Regions from separate parts of the Oryzias latipes genome. Here region 2 is linked to region 1. A link is a contact called in public Hi-C data. All regions are on one chromosome and are shown on one strand. The core of a region is the stretch at or near the end of the contact, and the rest is flanking DNA. Distances in the headings are between cores, read along the strand shown.

Region 1 (4,189 bases), core at 1,034-3,533:
TGGTCTGTACATAAAATAAGATTCTTAACACTGCATCATTAAAAAGTATTTGTTTAAATCCATTTTGTGCTTTTGCTCACTTTGCTTTACTGCCAAAGCTTATATACTACAACACGTCCTGGATGAAAAGTGACAACCCTATCAACACCGGTATAAATTTAGCTCTTACAAAATCCAATTTTGAAGATTCACCAGTTTATTGTCTGACTGGCTTTTAAAGTAATTTAAAGCCACAACTGTACCGGGGGAGACCAGGTTTAGACAGCTTTGCTCCGAAGAGATGAGGATTCAAGGTTTGCTACAAAGAAAGAGCAGAGTCCCCTAAAGAAGCTTTTGACTGTTTTTCATTTTAATCTAATGTGGGGGAAAAACAAGGTCCCTGATATTTTGCAAATATTTTATACTTTTTTCTTGAAGAAATATTTGTTAAAGAAAAATAAACAGCATTTTATCAACATTAATCAGGAGGAGCCTTGGTGTTCAGACCCTCTCTCCTCTGAAGGGAATCTTAAATGCATGTCAATGCTACAGTCAAAAGTTTTATGATGCATATTAACTGTATAGAGGGGAACAGAATGAAGGAATTTTGTTGACAATGCAGAAATAGCGGTAACGTTTCTGAAGTTAAGGTCAAATATAAGCAGGAATGGCAGAGCAGAAAGTTTTCGTCTCTAAATCTCCCTGAAAGTCTTTTTTTTTTGTCTAACCTGGTTTTGATTTGCTTTTCTATAAATCCTACTGGCACTTTTTTGCAGACCTGCAACAGTTTCTCGGTTTAAACTGTCTGAAAGCTCAAACCTCTTGGGGCGCCTTCGCTTCGGCATGATGCTCACTTTCTTCCAGTTTTTCTCTTTTTAAGATGTTCAAAAGAACATTTTGATGTTTGGAGGTCGTGTCAGGTTAGGCAAAAAAAAACTATGACTTTGACAAAACTCCTGTATTATATTTTATGAATAGTTATTATTTCAAACACCTCCTCAAGGACACCATTCAAAACTTGCAGCTACACTTAAGTATACTTTTTGTCAGATAATTGCTACTTTTATTTCAGAGTCAAGCCTGATAAACAAGTGCAAATGAATTCAGACTCATTTTAGTCTGATTAATTTCAATGCTTTGCCTTTTTAATGGCTTGTTTACTGATTGCAGATCAGCTGAGCAGACTTTCATTCAAATTTCTCACAAACTAACAAAAGAAGCAGCTGTTGTGTTTGCTGCTGGAAACAGCTGCTTCAGAGGAAAAAAAAAAGACATGCTGCAGTCACGCAGGAAAAAAGAGGGCAACAGCCAATCACTGCTTTCTATTTTTACCTACTGATCTGGGAGATTGCCTTTATAACCATCTCTGTGTCAGTTTCCATCTACTGCCGATTTATTTAACTTTTATTTCTTGAAACATTTATGCACAGCGCACACCCACTGATGACAGCAAATCCTCCAACCTACTTCTTCATAATGCTCACTGCAGTTAAGATAACCCTGGGTGGAGGGAGGTGGGGGAGAAATTCCATTGCTGTTCCACAAATCTGTCACCCTTGCCTCCCCCTCAGTGTGCCCCCTTTCCCCAACAGTCATGCACAGGGTTGGCAGTCAATTATATCATCTCACCTTCAAAACCAGCCTCGCCTCACCACCTCAAGAGAGTCAGCAGAGAACTCTATCTGTATCTGATCTCCATCCTTTCTCAGCAGCAGGAAGGGCGGAGCTGTCAGCTCTCAGGTCCTGTTAACCAGGTAGAAGTTAAAGCATTTCCTCAAGGCAAAGCACACAAATCATGCATGCTGGTTAGAGAGAGTCGGCATTAGAAGGAACGCTTTACTGGATCAACAAACATGAGATACACAGAATCAAAATGCAGAGTTAAAAAGAAGGAAAACGAGAAGGATATTAGCATTGATTCCATGTTTTTTTTATTTGTCGTAACTGATTTTTCGCCAGAGTTTACAAAAAATTTATCGTCCATCAATGAATCCATTTAGTTTCAGTTCCTACATGATCAGATTTCTCCTGAATCCTCTTCCTCACATTAAACCAATTTTTACTTCCATTTTTTTACAGACATTAAAATATAGAGTTTCCTGCAGACATGTCACTCAAAGAGCAGAGTCGCCTTCACGTGTTCCTGGTTTCTCCATGCACTCTTTTCTTTAGGAGATCCATTTTATCGGTGGCCAAAGCTTCTCTCACGGCACCGAAGAAATTCTGATAGTGGGTCATGTTGTGGATCATCAGTAGCACTCCAGCCAGCAGCTCATTGGTCACTAGCAGGTGGTGCAGATACGCCCTCTGGTGGTTCTTGCAGCAGTAGCAGCCACACCCCTCCACCAGGGATTTGAAATCATCCTGATACCTGGAAAGTGGTTCAGTTAAAGTTTAAGCTTCACAAACAGTCGCTGTAAATGTTAATCAAACACATGAAAGTGGAGGTTTTGCAAGCGGCGAGCACTTCTGAAAGCCCAGGGGGATTTGAGCGAGGCTTCTGCAAACCTTTTGTCTTTCAGATTCATTTCAAAGCTCGTCATCTGTGTTTGATCCTCGCAGTTGAGATCGCCTTTTGGTTGCATGTTGTCCCCCGCTGAGTGCTTTTCTTCATTCAGCTCCAACACTGTCAAGACACAAACACGCCTCATTAATTCCAACCCAAACGCTGCAATTTCACTCTTTCTTGAAAATTAAATCACCATTTAGACACCAAGCAGAAAAAAATTAAGCATCTCATGACAGTCGTTCTCTAAACGGATGCTTCCTGTCTATGCTGTGGATGTTAAAACCCATTTCATGCGTGATACTTTACACCCCAATAATTGTTTTCATTCAAAGTTCTACGCAGAAGACAACTCGTCCTCAAAGTCAGGAATATTTTTCACTTGAAGATCTTCTCTTTGGCCAGCGGCAGACACAAGGGGATGTGAGGAGGGGGAAGAGGATGAAGAGGAGGAGGAAAAAAACAACCAAAGTGGTCCATAGTGATGCATACATTCATAGGCTGAGATTAAAGGGCAACAGAGGAGCGAATGGGTTTAATGGAAGCTGAACAAGGTCAAGCAGCAAGCAACACACCAAAAAAGAACCTGCAAAGGAAAAATTTTCATGGGGTCTTTATGCAGCATGGAGCTGAGAGGAGATAAGCACAAGAATAGGAAAAAATGACGTCTGACCATGGAAAAGGCCAAACAAGGTGCAAAAGATAAGATTCAGCATTTAAAAAAAGCAAGGGGCATCAACAACATTTATTAAAGCCAGGAGGAAAGGAAATGCTCTGAAATAGACAGAAAAGGAGCGTCATTGTACGTCTGTTAAACCGCAGAGAGACTGTTTTCAGCTTTGCTCCTTTCAGAATTACACCCAAAAGCAGATATTCATTAAACTTGGGGCCAAAGGTGAGAGCCAATTCAATTTTATGGGCATATCCAGATCTCCTCCTTTAAGGGTAAAAAGCAAGGAAGGCTCCGGGTGCACAGCTCCAAACGCTTTTTCCTGTCAAAACCTTTGGAAAACCACAGGAAGAAGAAATTCACATCTACCCCGCCGTCCTCACAGCAGAGCCACACTCTCAGTCAACATGACATAGAACCAATCCATCAACCTAACGTGAGCGTTTCTCTGAGATTAGCCACAAATATTGCAATTTAACAGAGATTGATTTTCAACTTAACATAAGGCAAGCTGCAAAAATATCACAAACGTTACAAATCACAGCCAGTGTGACAAAAACATTTTCATGCATTTCAAATCTGACAGTCTGTTAAAGCGAGGCCTCTCACAGCTAAAATGAATCAAACTCTTGAATTTGACCGACACATCCGTGTGGGCCGTTTGATTCATCGATCGGAAGGGAGGCGACAATAAAAGCATTTACAGCATAAATGTCCCACTTTGATCATCTTTTGATCTTATGTAAAGCATTCTTAGTGGTCTTTTAATTATGATTATGTTGTTTTTAGTCAAAATAAAAAAAAACTGTCGTTATAAAACATAGTTTCTGCAGAGCGGCAGGAGTTTATCAGAAATTCACCTCATATTTGTGGGCGGGGCAGTTGTCGCAGAGTAAGCCTGATATCCCATCAACCCTTTGTTTACAGTTTCTCCCGCTAGCAGACGAGGGATTGGAATGGAGCAGAGCAGAGAGGTTGTGGCCTTCCAATTATAGTTTGTACATAACAGAATGAATCCATCATTCCGTGTGTCT
Region 2 (4,559 bases), core at 69-2,568, 70 kb before region 1:
ATGCCATCTCAGCTTTGGAAAGAGCAGTTCCACTTACTGATCAACAGATGGCAGCAAACGTTCAGCAAACTACAGGCAGAATGGATATACATTCTCTTTACTGTCATTTGTTTTATCACTCAAACCTTTTCTGCCATCATTATTTTTTATTATTATTGCAGCAATGCTTTCAGGGCCTGACCTTGACACTGGTTGTAGTCCAGACATATATGGAGTCAGATGGTGACGGCTCTGTGAGCAGCTGCCATCTGATGAAGGCCGGCTCCTTCATTCAGAGAAAAAGCAGATCCTCCTTTCTGCTCCCTTCCTCTCTCTGTGTGTGCTTGTCTCCTTTATTGTGTCTCAGTGTGAAAGCAATAGTAGGCGGCGGTGGAGGCTATGACCAATGGCACCTGGATTGTGCCTCATGTTCCACTCTGAGTTATAAATTACCAATTCAGTGCAGCAATTGCCAGTCCGGGATAGATCGCACGCTTCTGGTGGATTTCTTCATTGTTCTGTGATTGTCCAGAAATAGGAACACATCAGAAGGGGTCAAAAACTGAAGAACAGTTTTGATGGGGGGGGGGATTCATTTGCAACACTGCATGGGAGTCAAACTTTCACATGTCTTGAGAATGTCAAGCACCACCTCTCATCTGATGATTCAAGTTCTTTCCAACCATTTGGATTCATTCCAAAGTTGAAGAGAGTTGACAACTAAAGAGGAGAAAGACAGGTTAAATATCCGATGAGTACCAAGGACATTTAGACACTTTTGCCCTCCTAAAATCACCGACTGGTGGGTGGTTTGGATTGAAAAATGATCTTTCCGTGGTTGTTTGTCAGCTACTGCGGTTACATAGAGCGCTTCATCAACTCCCTGCTGCTCTCCGTCTTCTAAAAGGCACTTAACTGAAGCCTGACAATGCATCCACTGTTAAATATAGCTCTATATGTGGAAATGTGAACCAAGCGGGTTTTCATTAAAATCAGAACTGACTTGACAAAGAGCAGAATCTACACAGTGATTAAAAATGTGCATGTCAGTTTTACCAAAATAAACATTTTTGTTTTTTGACTCCTTCAACAAAGAAATCACCTTCTATCCTCCTCTCAGCATGGTGTGTACTGAGGGGCCCCTGCATGGCTGACAGCCTTTTCTTATAAAAGGCAAGCAAGGCTGGAAAAATGGCATGTAAGACAAAAGCACCACATATTTAGAAATTCTTTCTGGGTGTATCTTGGGACCACAGAGACACAAAGATGTTACACTTCATACATATTTTCCTTCCAGACTGACCTAATTTACACTCTGTGTCTGATCTGTTTTTTTTTTTTTAATGAGGCCACTTCAGGCTATTTTTGTTTGAACGCCGCTTTCAGCAAAGCGCGACCCAGACAGACACAGGGTCACGACTGCAGACAAGTTGTGGGATTTCCACTTCAAGATAAAAGTTGGGTCTTTAACTTGAATGGAAACCTGAACAGGTTTTCTCTGATCCTAAACGTGATCTTCCTTTCATTTCTACCAACACGCGCATATGGAGACACCTGCTTGCCTGCCGGTGCCGCCGCTTTGCGTGCGCCGCCGCGCTCCTGCTGCTGACATCAAAGATCTGAACGCGTGTTGAAGCGCTCGCCTGAGAGAGAGACGGCGACCTTTTGAAGAGATGAAGTGAGAGAAAAGCTTGGTTGCTCGTCAGCGATCTTCCCACTTTCGCATTCGCCCGTGCGCAATGGCACCGCGCGCTCCTCTCGTTGGCGTTGGATGGAGCAGTGATGGAAGAACTTTAAACTCCGCGTGGATTCGGCTTTTCCTCAATAAATCCTCTTCTGGAAATCGGTAGCAGGTAATTAAGTTTGTTCTCTAAGATGAAGACGCAAACAGAAGCATTAGGCAGGTGTAATATTTATGCGTCTTCCCCTCTTCTGCTGCCTTGTTTTTCTAAAGGGTGATTATTTCATCATAATGTCATAAAGAAATAAATGTATAGTTTTTAAGGTGATACTATTGTGCTTTATCACTGGTCATATTAAAAAAAACAGCATCTTGAGCTTCACTGTGAGTTCTGGAGTCAGAAAATGCAATTGATTAGCTCAATTAAGGGTTTGTTCTGGCAAATTAAGATTGATTGATCGCTGTAATACATTTTACATGAGCAGGAGAAAGAAAAAAATTAAAGGGGGTTTGGTCGAGATGTCTCATTAATTGGTCATGTTGTATTTGGTCTTCATATCTCACCTTTCAAACCAGATTTCCTACTTTGAAAAACTAAATGCTCACTGACAGGAGGTCACTGCAACACAATGGGAGAGCCTTACTAACCAGAGCCAGGGCTGGTCTGATCAAAACACTGAAGTGGACAATCAGCATTAATTGGAACTTGTTTATAAGTATAAACAAACCTTTCACTGAAGCAGGATGTAACCTTGTACTTTATTGTGCCTTCAGATGAATAAATCACGCCTTTGTGTGTGCGTGTTTGAGTGTGCATAGACGTGCTTCTCCCGAAATATTTGTGGTTATCCATCTTTCACGCCTAAAATCTCTCTGCTTTGATGAGAAGCCTGAAAGTGAGCAGTGTCACTGCTGAGGTTTTTTCTCTGCATCCCTCAGCTTATCTGGTGGACAGTAATGTGATATTGGAGCCATTCAGGAACAGAGTGGAAATGTAGACTTTGGAAATCTTTAAAATCCTGGGTGTGAGCCAGGTTTAAAGACACCTTTTTGTTATCTCTGTGTGATCTCTGGGCAATTCTGCCTCTGAAAGCAAAAAAAGGTTGAATGAGATGGATAAGTTGGTTTTTCCTGTAAGGTGTGAGCAGAAACACTGCAGACATTTGGACCAAGACCAAATGGGGAGGTTTGCAGATAAATGAAAGGAAAGATGGAAGGGGCAGGGCATGAGGCTAAGACCAATGGAGCAATTCATAGAGACTGCAGGGCTTGTTACCCTCTTTTTTTTACAATGAGCTAACTTTACTGACTGTGCCCCAAATATACTGCCAACTCCTAATTATTCTAACATCTAGCTTTGTAGTTTCTGCTTTTAAAAGTTTAACACATAAAATATTGTCTGTTTTGGATTTTTAGAAGGACATTCTTGATGCTCCAAAACTAAACTACAGATCAGCATTAGAGTAAAAGAATAATTGCTGGGATGTAATTCAACTTTTATTTTTAAATCTACAAGTTAAGCCAACTACTGTTGCTAAGAGGCAGTGTCCCTGCAGGCTTTCCTGATGACATAATGCTTCTAACACCGGATTATTCTGCACCTTTTTGACAAATTTGATCTTTCTTTTCCTCTCTGTTTTTTTTTAAAGAACAATGGATTGTGATCATTGAAAGAAAAGAAAAAAAACTAAACAATGCTTCTTTCTTCGGGTAGGTTTGCCAAACATCATACTTCCCATGCCACCGGGACATCTCCATGGCGATGTTTAGCAGCACGGAGCAGCTTTGGAATGAGTCGGAGCACCTGGGATGGGATGAGAGGAATGACAGCTCAAACAAAACGGGGAAAGATGAGGGAGAGCGCAACTACTACGCCATGCTGTATTCCCTGCTCATCCTGGCAATCGTTTTTGGGAATGTTTTGGTTTGTCTGGCTGTTCTGAGGGAGCGATCACTCCAGACAACCACTAACTACCTGGTGGTGAGCTTGGCAGTGGCTGATCTACTGGTGGCCTCCCTCGTCATGCCCTGGGCTGTTTACCTGGAGGTGAGTGTCTTTGATTTAAAGCAGGGGTGTCAAACTCCAGTTCACAGTGGGTCAAAATTAAGCAGTGAAGTAAAGTCACGGGCCAAACTCAATATTCTTTCGTTACAGCTCCGCACACAAGACAAACAGGTCTGTCCTTTGTGTTCGTAAACAGCTAATCTGCCTCCCACCTGACTTGAAAGCTCCTGTTGTCCATCTTTCGTTTGGCCATTTTTGTGGAGGGTGAAATTAATTTGTCAGATGTAACGGCAGCATGGCTTTCAATGACTATCAACAGAAAAAAGGAACGCTTGCCGGTTTTGACTGCGTGCCGACATACTAGCAAAGCATTGTGGGATTTGTAGTGTTTGTGGTACAGTATATACCGTGGGCCAGCTCTAATGCACATTTGATATGATCTCGCAGGCCAATTATAAGTACACTGCAGGCCAAATTTTGGCCCTCGGGCCTGAGTTTGACCCGTGATTTAGAGCATAAAGCTAAAACATTACTGCATTTATTTCACTAAGTTTATCATTTTTATGCCATTTTTTGGAATTTAATTTTCTAGTAACCATCACACAAAATATTCTTCAGTTTGTCTTATTTAAGCTTTGAATATTGTAAGCAGGTTAAAACAAGAACATTTTTATGAAAAATAAATCGATGACAATGGTCAAATCTGGTGCAGAAGAAGGAAGACAGTTAAGAGAAGGATAATCATATATTGAGACAAGCTGATTGTGTGAGTTCAAAACCTGTACAAGTCATTGTGGAGAGGAAACCTGTGGTGTACTTAATTACTTTAATTTTCAGATGAATGACAGCAGATTTACAAGATTTTTTCAGCAGATTTTCAGCAGATTCCAATCC

What was found. A called contact is a pair of places that touch in the nucleus more often than the background predicts.
Region 2: a Hi-C map of embryo shows a contact between it and region 1, with 2.9 times the contacts expected there. The contact joins the promoter of drd3 here to the enhancer-like site in region 1. A contact is called at or near these places in 5 of 5 Hi-C or Micro-C datasets (embryo, fibroblasts and gastrula embryo).

Annotation. Positions count from the first base shown.
Region 1 is chr20:17,749,460-17,753,648 of ASM223467v1, reverse strand. It overlaps qtrt2 (queuine tRNA-ribosyltransferase accessory subunit 2), which reads right to left. Exons shown (of 9, transcript XM_020712385.2): 8 at 2,488-2,605; 9 at 1,888-2,350. The coding sequence ends at 2,113. Among protein-coding and RNA genes, the nearest start is that of LOC110017284, 5.4 kb to the left of the region's middle. Within about 2 kb of position 2,283, at least 1 of the 8 cell types and tissues checked has an H3K27ac peak or open chromatin away from gene starts, as enhancers often do. A contact at or near this core is called in embryo, where this site is marked.
Region 2 is chr20:17,817,655-17,822,213 of ASM223467v1, reverse strand. drd3 (D(3) dopamine receptor) reads left to right here and starts at 1,318. Exons shown (of 8, transcript XM_011488947.3): 1 at 1,318-1,832; 2 at 3,375-3,707. The coding sequence starts at 3,417.